2 separate regions of the Arachis hypogaea genome follow, and region 1 is linked to region 2. A link is a contact called in public Hi-C data. All regions are on one chromosome and are shown on one strand. The core of a region is the stretch at or near the end of the contact, and the rest is flanking DNA. Distances in the headings are between cores, read along the strand shown.

Region 1 (7,597 bases), core at 3,689-6,188, 70 kb before region 2:
TATTTAAAACTCGTTTCTGGATAAACTCAGGTCGAGTCGGGCTAAGCGAGTTTAACAGCCGTTTACTTGGCATTATTTTAGTTAACTAACTAACTAAATATGAATTTTGATCCCATAACAACCTGGTAGGATGCAGATGAAGCTCCAAAGATGAAACCTGGTGGGAAGCTGCTTCTGTTGAGTGAAGAAACATCAAGAATGGCGGAAACCGGTGGAGCTATTTTTGAAGTAGAAGAAGAAGTGATTAAAAGAGCAAAGAGGAGAAGTAAAACGTTGTCGAATTCCATATGGTGTATGTAACTATGTATGTGTGTGATTATTAAGCCTCTACCTTTATATAATCAATTATGGAAGTGGTGGATCACCCTCCTTACATTCACATCATCTTAGTCAAGTCAAAACTAAAAATAGGTTTGGTTAGGGAGATTGAAATTAAGAGTCAGAAATTAAAATTAAAATTTCAGTCTCAATTTTTAAATTTCAATTCTTTGAATATCTCTAAAAAGTGAAGATACAAAGGACTGAAATTTTAATAATATTTTTTATTAAAAATATCTTCATTTAATTTTTTAAATTCTAAATTTACATCTCAATTTTTATATTTAATTTAAATTAAACATAATACTAAGACATAACTTAATTCAATATAATACTAAATATAATACTAAAACTTAATTCAATTTCATTTTTTTAATTTTTATCTCCCCGTCTCAATCTTTTAATTTTAATCTTTTAATTTTAGTCTTTCTTCAAACACAGTCTCAATGATGTCAAAACTAAAAACAGGTCCTAACAAAAAAAAAGTGAAAAATGCAATTATCCACTTTTATACTTCAATTCCATACACAGAGATTTATATAATTTACATTAGATTATTAATCCGTCTATTATCAAATGAGAAAAGCCTTAAGACAATGTAGTATAACTAATTGAATTAGTTCATCATTATAATTGAATTAGCTCATGTTATTAAGGATTACTGGATTAGTGCCCACGTTAACATAAAAAATTCTTCAAAAGCCAAACAAATTGCTCCAGCTGTTCGTTCAGCTTGATCACATTTATGGAACTTGGAAGTTGGAAGAGTACTAGGGTCTCTCTATCTATATATATAGATCAGCTTTTCTTTTTTAATAATTTATGTGATTCACGCTACTTGGAGAATCCTTTCTTAATTATTATAGTACTGTTATACTGTACTCGAGGTCAAACTTTATGTGATTCACGTTTACTTTGATTTGGTGCAATATTTTTAGATACTTTTTTAGATTTATTGTCGATACTAAGTAGCAGCAAAAAATTTGTATCTATTTTTCATGATATTATACATGAATCAGATATATCATGGCGAATTCTTCAGATTCCATTGTGGAAGACACAATGAAATCTGATAAGTAAGATTTCGAGTAAGTGTTTACATAATTTTCTTCTGTTTGAAGAAATTTTTTATCAAAATAATAAGTTACCATTATGAGTCGAAAAATAAATCTTTATTGTTTCTACCTCCTCTTTTTTATGAAGAGAATGAATCTTTTTATCGAAAGCTCACAGATTTTACACGTGTGATACATGTTCTCTTTTTGTATATTCTGTTTTTATCCTTAGAGTCATCAGTGAAGTTGAAATTATTTACATTCATAACCAAAAGAAAATGAAGTTGTTCTTCCATTCCATGGATATAATGTTAACACTTCTACACTTTTAGATACTTACGGTAAAAAATGTGAAACAAATCAAATTTATTTAAGATATACTTTGATATTATTATTTTTGTGAGTATATATGTATATAAATAGTTAGAATTTCATTCATGCAATGGTATTATGTGGTGATGGACCGGTGGTAACCCACATGTACATAATGTTGGAAAATATCAATCTACATATGCTTAGCACGTATACTCAAAATCGGCTTCTAAATTAACCAATAATATATAATATATATTAAAATAAAAATATGCATTAAAAATAAGATTAAATATGATTTTGATTTCTAAAAAAAAAAAAGGAAAAAGATTCATTATTTAAAAGATGTTTTTCCTATTTTTTTTTTACTAAACTAAAAAGAATCTTCGTACCAAAATATACAAAGAAACCATCCAATTGATCACCGACGCACAACGAGGATCGTATCCATGCAATTTTGCATTTCTCGACAAACATACTTAGTTTTGTTATTCTAAGTGGTTATTCCAGTCTGGGTAATCAAGAACTTCTTATTCTTAACTCATGGTTCGAGAATTCCATTTAAATACATTAAATATACATTTAAATGAAATATGCATTAAATATTCTAAACTAAATATTAAATATAATAGGAAAGGGGCAGAATAAAAAAAATTCATTATTATTCTCACTTCAAGTCTGATTGAAGAACAAAATCTGATAGTTATATGAGTGAAATCAGACAGCTTCTATAGAAATAGAAATTCGAGATTCTATTTAGATAATTTACAAATACTATATTAGATTAGATAGTAGATTACCAGCCTATTATATATATATAATATATATATATAATATATATGTATAGGATTCCATTCGACCCATGGGTGGGAACTAATGATTGGTTCTCTCTATAAAGATTTTGGATTTGCTCAGAATGATCAAATTATATCTGGTCTTGTTTCCACATTTCCAGTCATTTTAGATACTATTATAAAATATTGGATTTTCCGTTATTTAAATCGCGTATCTCCATCACTTGTCGTGATTTATCATTCAATGAATGACTGAAAAAAAGATCCGCGGGTTAGGTCAAATTTGAAAGTAAGGGTATTACTGGCATAATATCTACAATTGGATTCAAAAAAGCATAGGCTTCGGGTAATTTTGCCAACAGAAAACTACTTGAATAAAGAGCGGAGTTAATATGAATACAGACCAAACTAAAGATATTAAGCATAACAAACATTTTGTTCTTTAAAATTTGTACAATCTTTATTTATTGTCAAAATCTTTATTGTATATTTTTGTACATATAAAATATATATATTCTAATATATTAATAAAATATAATATTAGAATTATTAAAATAGAAAATATTGGTAGGTATAAAATTTTTTTTATTTTTAACCTTTTTTTATATAAAATCGTCTCTAAAGTTTAAAATTAAATTTTAAAATTGTTCTTTTTACTTAAATATTAAAATTTTAGACCAAATTATCTAAAATAAAAAATTATAAAATTAAAAAAAAATAAGAGAAAGAAAATATTTCTGCTCCTTCGAAGAGAAAAGGAAAGAAGAAAAAGAAGAAGAAAAAGAAGCTATCAACGATCCAAGCTATCCACGATCCACTCTGCTTCCGCTTTCGTCGTCACCTTGATACATTTTGATTTCTAAGTTAAGCACGATTTTAAAATTAAGTTAAACTTTAGAAATAATTTTATATGCAAAAAAAAGTTATGAACAACAAAATTTTTGATATATACTTTAGATACCAAAATCGTACTTAACCATTATATATATATATATATATATATATATATATATATATATATTAATTGATTTAGTAGATAATTTTCAGTTTGTTACAGTATTTGTTATATCCATATATATAAATTCATGGTTAAAATTTCTTCCTCGGTTTTTGTGAACTAAAAATCAAATTTATTTTTACCGATTGAATGAAGAAGCATGAAGAGTGATCATCAATAACAGCTTAAATCAAAGAATTTTATATCTATGGCTATAGTTTCAATATAGTTTCAATAACAGCTTATTGTTGGATGCCATAATTTCTTAGCTTCGAATATTGTATTGCGAATTTGTGACCATTTTTATAACAAGAAAATACGTAACCTTTATTAGGCTTTTAGTTTTAGCTACCTAGGTTTTATTTGTCATTCTTGTTGATCCACCCGTTATAACTTTGTCGTAGCTGTTATATAACTAATAATTTGGGTATCAAAACTACTCTATATATAATTTAATATCATATCCGATAAAAGAATTTTATATCTGTTATTACTAAATGGTTATAAGACATGTTTAACTTATAAAAATAAAAAAAATAAAAAAAGATACCTTCTAAATCCATTTTTTAATCTTGGGCACAAGAACAATTATATTTCTTGTAACTACCAAAGCAAGAAAAAATGACTAAAACCTCAGAATAGGTAGGTTAATTTAAGAAAAAAGATAATAATTTTTTTATAATATTTGAAATTATATCCATAAAAAATTACTGCAATTAACTTTTATCATATTCATTTATAATGTTATATTAAATTTTATTAAAAATAATGCATAGTTATTTTAAAATATCATCTTTGACTTTTTAATTTTATTTGGAAAAATAGTTTAAGCCAAACTAAATACTAATTATATTGTGGCTTATACATATTTTTCTCATTAACACAATCAAATATTTTCCTTTTAATTTATCCGAAAATAATTAATAAATGATAAACATAAATTAAAAAATAGCAAATATAAATTAAAGCTATACAAAAATACATATATATTTTAATAAATATCTTGTGATGTTTTCTACTTTAATTGTATTTTATTGCCAGCATGGGGAAAAAGAAGTTCAAAAAAAAGGGAAAAAAAAAACGAGACCCACACCAAAGAGAAAGCCATACCTAAGTCACGAAGTCAAAAACAAAAAAAAAGACGACAAAAAAAAAACCATCCTCACGGGCTTTTATACCCGAAACTGATCCCAAAACAAGAAGTCAAAAAACGAAGGAAATATAACCAAACAAAATAAGAAATAACAAAAACTCATCTACACATGAGTGAGGGGGAACTCCTCTGGGTGGTGACTGCTGCTTGTCTAGGTCTTCCTAATGCAAGGAAAGAAACCGCAACGAGAACTCCGAACAATAGGCCGAAGAAGAACGGAAGATCTTGGTCTTCTATGAACGGCCATGAAGAGGTTAAGTTGAAAAAGAAGGTTAAGTTAAAAAAGCCTAGAGGGAGATCGATTCCCACTCGCATAGTTGATGACAGACAGAACTCTAGCAAGGGATTTAAAAAACGGTAACAATTTCTAAGGAGTCGGAGTGAGCGCTGCATGTCTTTATATAGGCGTGTCTATGGATCGGATTCGATCCGTTTATCCGAATCCGATCTAAAAATTGCGGATATGAATCTGATCCGCAAGGTTTTCGGATCGGATCTGCACACTAATCGGATCGAATTATGGATTTTGTGTTGGTATCCGCGTATCCGCAAAAATAAATAAATAAATAAATATTCTTTTTATGTTTTATTTCAACTAATAATTATCATATATGTTATATTATTTTAATTTATTATTTAAGAAAAATATGTTTAATATTATTTTAAAAATAAACATATTTAAAAGAATAGAAAAAATAAATTTTATTGATATTTTTTTAATAAAAATAAGTTTTTAAAAATATTTTTGTGTTTTGCAGATATATCCGATATCGGATCCGATCCGATCCGCACGTTTGCGGATCGGATCGGATCGGATCCAATCTTAAAAACTGCGAATATCGGATCCGATCCGATCCGCATACACCCCTATCTTTATATAGATAATCCTAATTTGATTTCATAACTAACAGAATCATGATTTGATTCAAATTTTAAATTAAAAATTACTTAAAATTAATTAATTGTCTCTAATTTAATTTTAATTTCAATTTAATTCCATTATATATATCGTATAAAATATACATTGGTTTTCGTACTTTTCCATATAAAAAATAAAAACTACTAAGACTTGGGCATATCTCTGAGCCTATTTCTAAATGCTACCTTTAGTGGATAATGTTAAGCCCTCCCTCGAGTTTCCTTCTTCTAACCCCCTTTACCCTCTTCAAACTAAGTAATCTAATAACCTCTATCCCTACCAAGACAGATATCAAGGTTGATATATACTAATTCAGACAATACTATTATGGCTGGAATGGTCTGTTTTTTTGCAGCTCATCTTTTGAAATTTGTTTATCTAGATGAATATACCATTCTTATTTATACCATAGTGTATACTTTCTTCTGCTCCCTTTCCTTCGAAAGGGGAGTGGCATCCTACTGTAGTTCTTTGATGTATTTATTATCGTTGCAACTTGCAAGTGTTTTGGTGTTAGTATTAATTTAAGTACTTGTGGATTTTAACTCATCAGAATGGAGATGCCCGAAACTTGGGAGATGTTAAACCAAGAATAAGTCAAAGATATGTCTGTAAAGGAAGGAAAGAATGAGTTAATGATCACCAAAGAGAAACAAAACGATAATGGTGGAAGGTGGAAGGTGGAGGAGCACCTGGGGTGGCTGCGTGGATACACAAATTGAGAAGTGATGGACAATGTTATACCGTGACATTATAGTAAGTTAGTAACTAAAAATGGCTAAGTTTTGACTGACTAATGAACACATAATATGTGGAGAGTTGGGTGAAAGTTGTTAGTTAGAGTGATAGGCCTTATTGGTAGTGAGTAGTAGGGTAAAAAAACTACTTTTAAAAAGTAAAAGGTAGTGAGTAGTAGGGTAAAAAAACTACTTTTAAAAAGTAAAAGCTTTTTAGTTTGGTAAAATTTTTATTTTTCAAAAATAGCTTATAAAAGTTACCTTTTAAAAATGACTTTTTTAAAAGTTGTAACATTTATATTTGGTAAATCAAATTAAAAATTACTTTTAATAAACATAAGTAACAACAATTGCATTTGGTAAATGATAATGCTAGGGAGACAAAAAAACAGTCAGAACTTGCCTTGTTTAGTATTTATTAATTGTCGCAACAATTAATGAATGCTAAATAAAATAAGTTATGGGTGTTTTTGCCTGATTTTCTTTGGTTACTAAACATTTCCGTTGATAAAATAGTTTTTAAAATTTAAAAATACTATAATAGACATAAATTTGACAATTAGTTAACATATGAGGTTATATTAGACTTTTAAATTTTGAAAAGCACAAGCCAACTTTAAAAAGTTCTATCATAGATGCTTTCAAAAGTACTCCGATCTTTTAAAAGCTACAAGTACAAGCACATAATCTTTTTTATTTACCAAACACAAAATGAAGTGCTTGAGCTTTTAAAAAGGACAAGCACTTCTTCGAAAAGTTTTACCAAACCAAGCCTAAATAAACTGACCAAAATGATGTGTATATCACGTGGACATTTGTTTTGAAGGAAATAAATCTGTTAGTATTTTTTGAGTTGATAATTTTAAAATTTGAATGGTTGTGGTTTAGTGTGAAAATCTATTATAATGTTAGATCAATAAAATTAAAGTAGTCATGAACTATTAATAATGAGAATAATAAAAAAAAAACAAGAACTAAATCATGTAATATTTATGTGAGCTCTTATTATTAATGTATTTGTGGCATGAAATTATGAGAGTATAAATTTATAAAGTGTTAAAATTTTATAAGAAAATATTTTTATTTTGAATAAAAATAATTATTAAACAGTATTGTTGATATTATCATAATTATTATTATTATTATTATTATTATTATTATTATTATTATTATTATGATTAAAAGAGAAATTTTTGAAAATTAGTATTTTTTAGTTGTTTTGTTTATGTTTTGGTGAATATAAATACTAAATTATGTTTAACGGATAAATTTTATTAATATATGTGTTTAAATTCTGAAAATTTTGAGTGCA
Region 2 (7,262 bases), core at 95-2,594:
TGGCCTTCCTCTTCTCTTTTGTGTGGGAAGCTTTTCATCCTCACCACTTCCAGCATCTTCATGATTAGTAACATTTAGCTTTTTACCCTTTCCTCTACCTCTACCCATAATCTTAAAATTCTCAGCAAAGATATGATCATACAAACATGGATCTCTGCAAGCAAATCAAGCCAAGTTACAAGACTTTCAGTAGAGAACTAGAGATATCAAAGGATTATAAACTCTAACTTCAAATTAAACAGGGTGCACTAGCATATTCTTCCCACCAACACCTATTTATAATCGAGCATATGTGATATGTATGTACTCACAAAAACGAACACAAAAGACACAATCCTATAAGCCGCGCAGCATAGTGAAATGAAAATCTAAGAGGTTAATGATATTAAAGCTATGACTGAATTTGTGCATAGGCAAAATAAGCCATAAGAAATATCACTCCGTCCCAAGTCCCAACCATTTCTATAGATGAACAAAGGACTTCTCATTGTTCTTGCACCATTTTATTATTCCATTCATTCACAATAAACAAGTTCTTTGAAACCCTGATTTTTCAGTGACAGAATAGTAAAACCCAAAAGATATTGCAACCACAGATTGGTTTCACATGCAGCAGCTGATAGCTAGGTACAGAAAGGTATATTCCCAAAAATTGAATCCGATACTGTTTTAGTAAATAACAGTCAGATTAGGGCACATAAGAACACAGTAAGAGGATTTGGCGATTCAACGAAAAAAGAGCAAATCAAGTGAGAAATAATGCACAACTAAGCTTCTAATCTAAACAAAGTATCATTTGGAAGATCCACAATAAACCATACAAAGTATTAAATCCAATAACAACAAAGCGAGACAAATAAGATGCATAAACCAACGAAAATACTGACCAAAAATGTGGATAACTCGGTTGACATCTCCAGCATAAGACTGAATGAATGGAATCTGCTGCAGCAGAAGAAAACTCTACAACAAGCAACATAAAAAAAAGAGTTAATTTATATATCTCAATCCATAAAGCAAGTAGAATCAAACAGCGAAAAACGAAAAGCTGAATAAAGAGAGTTAAATAAGGAAAAGAAATGATCTGAATAATGAATGAAGCAGCAAATAGAATACCGAGCTATATGGTGAAAGAGTGAGATAGGAATGGATTGAAAGGAGTTGGAAGAGTGTTGGTGATGAGAATAAGAATGAAGAAATCGTGAAAATGAAACAGAGGCAAAGAAAGTAGGGATAGAATACAAGAGAGAACAAAACTGAAGAAGAAGAAGAAGAAGGCGTGAATGAGAGAGAAAGAGAAAGAGAGATATTTGTCGATTGCCTCTTCACTCTCTACACAGACCTGTATGTAATTTGTAAAAATATTTTATTTATTTTATCATGGGGTCAATATGGTAATTAAGTAGGAAGTGGTGAAAACTGAAAACAGCCTAGATAAACCAATTTGGATTCATTCATTTGCTGTTAGGTTTGAATCTCATCTTGTCTGTTGTGTACACATATTTCTGTGTATTTAGATTTATTTTGGATAAATAATCTAATTAATTTAAAAAATAAATAAATAATAAATATTTAAAAAGTACTTATTTTAAGAAAAAAATAATAATAAATTATTATTATAAGAAAAATTTTTATTTATTTTTCTATAAACACTAAAATAACTTTTTAAAAAATTATAATTTGATTTTAAAAATTGTATCCCACATTAATATTATACATTTTTATAAATTAAAAATTAAAAAAATAACTTATAAACTTTTCTAAACGGGATGTTAGAATTTAAATTTTTGATATTTTCTCAAAAAAATGAATAAGTTAATTATTCGACTAATTTAAATTAGATGTAATATTCAATTTTATAAATTTGCAGGTAATTTTTAATTTAATTTTTCAAATTTTAATTATCTCTAATTAATTTTTAAATTGATGTAGATAATTGGATGTTACACTTGATTTTATAAAATGGTATTGTTTCAATTTTAGTATTTAAATAACCAAAAGACGACATGTAGGTTGTAGCATCTAACTGATTATTTATGTCCTTTATATATTGAAAATTGTCTTAAAAGCTAATACAAAATATTTATAAATTTTAAGTATTAACTTTTTAAATTAATTACTAACAAATTTATTATTTTTAAATAAAATTTAAATTTATAACAAATTAATTTTTTATTTGTTGAGTTTGGAGATAAAAAAAATATAGCAAATAGATAGATCTCTCATCTCTTTAACTAAGATGTCCCCAACTGTCCCCTAACAACGGTACCCTGTGCCCTAAATCTAACGTCATTCAAATTTGAGACATTCTATCATACTACTAGTTCTGCTGCTTTGTCACGCCGCCTCTAAAAATTTTATTTCTATCCTTAACTTATAAATACTTACGATTAACTAAATCACTTGATTTAGGTAGATTTTTAGTATAATGTAATGCGTTCGCATTATAAGGGCAGAAAAGTATAACAATAAATTTATCTGGAAAGTTCTTCATGGTCGACTTCCGGTGCTTGTTCAGATTCATCACCGCATTCCATCTATATCGCCAATATGCCCTTGTTGTCATGAAGCAACGGAAACAGTCACTCATTGTTTGATCGATTGCTCTAGAATTAAAGACGTATGGTCTCAGAGTTATCTTCGTGACTGTCTTCCCCCTCAGAGTTCTAATGACTTTTGGACATGATGGACTGCATCAACAGAGATACTTAACCCGTTGAAGAATGCTGACCGTAATCCTCAATTGCTTGCCATCATTTGCTGGAACTGCTGGAAAGCTCGCAACCAGTTGATTTTTGAAGGTTCTACTTCTATGCCGTCTGCCATTCTAGCAAGTTCTGTCAAGTTGTTTCGTGAAATCCAAAGAACTCCCAGTTTAGGTCGTCATCTCCATGAGACAAGCTCTTAGGTGCATTCAATTTGATTTATCATTATTTCTTCTTTAAGATTTTTCTTTGTTTTTTGACCATACACCGTTGAATGAATACAGTGTAGTGTTTTTGAGAAATCCCCACCTTTTATTATGCTGTCCTGCTTCTAGACATCTTTGTATTTCATTTTTTAATAATTAATGAAATATGTAAGTATAATACCCACAACTAATTGGCCCTAGGATCACTCACTCATATAAATGACACTATCATATTTTTCATCTCTCAAACTCACTAACACTCATAAAACAAGGAAGAGAATTTTCACATTTCAAAACATACACATTTCATTATAGAACACACAAAATACATAAGGCATATATGCCTTTATATAGGCAAAGTTTCATACTAAAAGTTCATGATTCTACTAACTTCTTAATACACATACTTATCCAACTTTGCTTCTTCCTTTGACTATTCAAATAAGTAATTTCTAGCACATCTTGAAAATTCTTCATTAAGCTTAGTCATCAATCTTGAACCTTTCAATGCACTTCATGATTCTTCTAGTATGGAGGTGATGAGTGCAACTTCCTTTCAATTCCAATTCAATTTGATTTTGAACTTCTTCATTGTTGTAGAATGTTGTAGTTATACTACTCTCTTGAATGTTCTTGGTTATTCTCCAAATTTCTAACATCTTCTAGTAAATTAATGATTATTGTTTTCAATTCAAACTTTGCTTCTTCAATTCTTTAACCATGCTTCATGAAAATTTTAATCTATGCAAGTTGATTTAAAATTTTTAATCAACATTGCCTCCCTTAAATCAAACTTGCAGAATTAATCATTCCAAGCATCTTCTTCAATTTGTAAAATAATTCAGTCTTCAATGGCTTTGTAAATATATCTGCAACTTGTTCTTCAGTTGGACAGTACTCGATCACAACTTCTTTTTCATTCACCAACTCTCTGATTTTGTGAACCCGAATATCAATGTGCTTCGATCTTCCATGAAATACTGGATTTTTGCAAAGTGCAATAGCTGACTTGTTATCACAAAATATTGTTGTTGGAGTACTTTGTTTCTCGTTCAATTCTTCAAGAATTTTTCTTAGCCAAACTGCTTGTGTTGCACAACTTGCTGCTGCTATATATTCTGCTTCTGCTGTAGATAGTGCTACTACTGGTTGTTTCTTTGACGACTATGAAATTGCACCAGAACCAAGATGAAATACAAACCTGAAGTACTTTTTCTTGTTTCTATATCTTCGGCCCAATCACTATCAGTGTAGCCAACAAGGTTTACTTCATTAGTATTCTCATAATAAATTCCATCATTTAAAGTACCTTTGATATATCGAAGAATTCTCTTTGCCACTTGCAAATGGTTGGTATAAGGCTCCTCCATAAATCTGCTAAGCAAACCAACTCCAAATACAATATCTGGTCTAGTCGCAGTTAAGTACCTTAGACTTCCAATCAAGCTTTTGTAATATGTAGGATTCACTGTTCTTCCTTTATCTTCTCTCAGCAACTTGAACTTCTCTTCGACTGGAGTAGAAACTGGCTTTGAATGCTCCATCTGAAATTTCTTCAAAATATCATTTGCATATTTCTTCTGAGAAATGAAAATTCCATCATCTCTTTGAACCACTTCAATGCCAAGAAAGTAAGACATCAAGCCCATATCTGTCATTTCAAAGTGCTTTATCATAGCCTCCCTGAATTCTGCAATTACCTTCAAATTGTTCCCAGTAAAGATCAAATCATCAACATAAAGACACACGATCAAGATATCTCCAGGTTCAACGAACTTGATATAAAGAGTATGCTCAAACGGACATCTTCTAAAACCATTCTCAATGAAATAAGAATCAATCTTCTTGTACCATGCTCTTGGTGCTTGCTTTAACCCGTACAAAGCTTTCTTCAATTTATAAACTTTATCTTCTTTTCCAAGAACTTCATATCCTGCAGGTTGCTCGACATACACTTCTTCTTCTAAAGTGCCATTTAGAAATGCAGACTTAACATCCATTTGATGTATCTTCCACTTATTTTGAGCCGAGAGTGAAATAATCATACGAATAGTGTCTAACCTAGCAACATGAGCAAATACTTCAAAATAATCGATACCTGGCTTTTGTTTGTATCCCTTAGCAACTAATCTTGCTTTGAAACGATCAACTTCACCATTGGGTTTGTACTTAGTCTTGTAAACCCACTTTACTCCAATCGGCTTCTTATCTGTTGGTAAATCTGTCAGCTCCCATGTGTCATTCTTTTCAATGGCATGAATCTCCTCATCCATTGCTTTCTTCCAATTGTTGTCTTTAAAGGTTTCTTCAAAGTTCAACGGCTCACAATCTGAAAATAGAGCAAAATTTATGATTTCTTCATCAGACGGATTGTTGTCATTGCCAACTTCATAATCTGCTAATCTAGCAGGTAGTCTTCGCTCTCTTTGAGGTCTTCTAGATGATTCAGGTTGTTCGGTTGCATCTGGTTGTCTTTCTTCTTCATCATCACATGTATTTGAAATTACAATCGGATGTTTTTCTGTCTTTGTGTCCCAGTTCCACATGTCTTTCTCATCGAACGTCACGTCTCTGCTGATGATTACTTTCTTTGTTTCTGGATTGTACAACTTGTATGCTTTTGAGTCTGTGCTATAGCCAATAAAGATACACTTCTCGCCTTTGTCATCTAACTTCTTCATTAATTGATCTGGTACATGGGCATAAGCAATACACCCAAAGACTCTGAAATGATGAATAGAAGGCCGCTTTCCACTCCAAGCTTTCTCTGGAGTTTTATCACGAACACTTTTTGTTGGACACCTGTTTAAAATATGAACTGCTGTTGCAACTGCTTCTGCCCAAAACTCTTTAGGCATTTGTTTTGACTTGAGCATGCATCTGACCATATCCATGATGGTTCTATTCTTTCTTTCAGCCACTCCATTTTGTTGAGGAGTGTATCTAGTTGTTAGTTGGTGTTGAATTCCGTGTTGCTTAAAGTATTCTGAACATGTAAGATATTCTGTTCCTCTGTCTGTTCTGAGAATTTTGATTTTACAGCCACTTTGTTTTTCGACAAACGCCTTGAATGTCTTAAAGACATCACATGCTTCTGATTTCTGCTTCAGAAAGTATACCCATGTATATCTACTAAAATCATCAATAAAAGTGATAAAGTACCTGCTACCACCATTACTTGGAACTTCTACAGAACAAAGATCTGAATGCACAATTTCAAGTAATCTTCTAGCTCTCCAAGACTTTCCTGTAGGGAATGGATCTCTGTGCTTCTTTCCCAGTTGACAAATCTCACAAACACAATTGGGAATATGAATCCGTGGTAGACCAGAAACAAGTCCTTTTCTTGACAGGTAGTTTAGGCCAGAAAAATGAAAGTGGCCAAACCGCATATGCCATAACCAGTTATCATCAAGTATCACAGAACTCATGCAAGAGGGATTAACATGTTGAATTTTTAACGGAAACATTCTGTTTGAAGTCATCTTTGCTTTATCAATGAACCTTCCATTGTTGTCAAATACAGTGCAATATCCACGATAAGTTATCATCTTATATCCTTTCTCAGATAATTGCCCCATACTCAGTAAATTGTAATCAAGTTCAGGAGCATAGAAAACATCAGAAATATAATTCAGAGAACCATCTTTCAATCTGATTGGTATGTGCCCTTTTCCTTCAATAGGGATCTTTGTACTATTACCAAACTTCAATAATAGTTTAACTGAATCATCTAATGAAGAAAATAACTCCTTTCTACCAGACATATGATTACTGCAAGCATTATCCAAGTACCATATATTTTCATCTTCAGCACATGAATTACTTGTAAAAAATAAAGTCTGAGTACCCGAATTATCATCAGTATTTTGATGCTGATTTTCTGTAACGTGTGCTTGATTGTTATTCACCATTTTGAATCTGCAATCTGCTGTTTTGTGTCCATACTTTCCACAATGAAAGCAGTTGAAATTGGTTCTTTCTTGATGAAAATTTCCTCGACCTCTTCCTCGGTTGACAGGCCTGAAATTCGTTCCACCTCTTCCTTGATTATGTGGTGTAAAATTGTTGTAACTTCCTTGGTTGTAATTGCCACGACCTCTACCTCTAAAACTTCCTCTGCCTCTATTGTGAAAATTAAAAACACGACCTCGTCCTTCTTGTGTACGACTTGATTCTGCAACGTTGTTGAAATTCACTCGACTTTTCAGGGCTTTCTCGGTTGATTTTTCAGACTTCTCTAGTATTCTACTGATGTGGCTTTCCATGGTTCCTTGCAACTCTGCAATCGTCATAGTATCCATATCGTGGGACTCTAGTATCGTAGTCACCACATGGTCATACTTCATCG

The links. Hi-C and Micro-C count contacts between places; a contact is called where the count stands out from the background.
Region 1: a contact with region 2 is called in a Hi-C map of an unstated tissue, with 4 times the contacts expected there. The contact joins the enhancer-like site here to the promoter of LOC112706617 in region 2. A contact is called at or near these places in 3 of 8 Hi-C or Micro-C datasets (leaf and an unstated tissue).

What each region holds. Positions count from the first base shown.
Region 1 is chr8:26,318,287-26,325,883 of arahy.Tifrunner.gnm2.J5K5, reverse strand. It overlaps the pseudogene LOC112705151. Among protein-coding and RNA genes, the nearest start is that of LOC112706621, 9.6 kb to the left of the region's middle. Within about 2 kb of position 4,938, at least 2 of the 3 cell types and tissues checked have open chromatin away from gene starts, as enhancers often do.
Region 2 is chr8:26,245,521-26,252,782 of arahy.Tifrunner.gnm2.J5K5, reverse strand. It overlaps LOC112706617, which reads right to left and starts at 1,344. Exons shown (of 3, transcript XM_025758010.2): 1 at 1,117-1,344; 2 at 888-963; 3 at 1-154. The coding sequence starts at 108.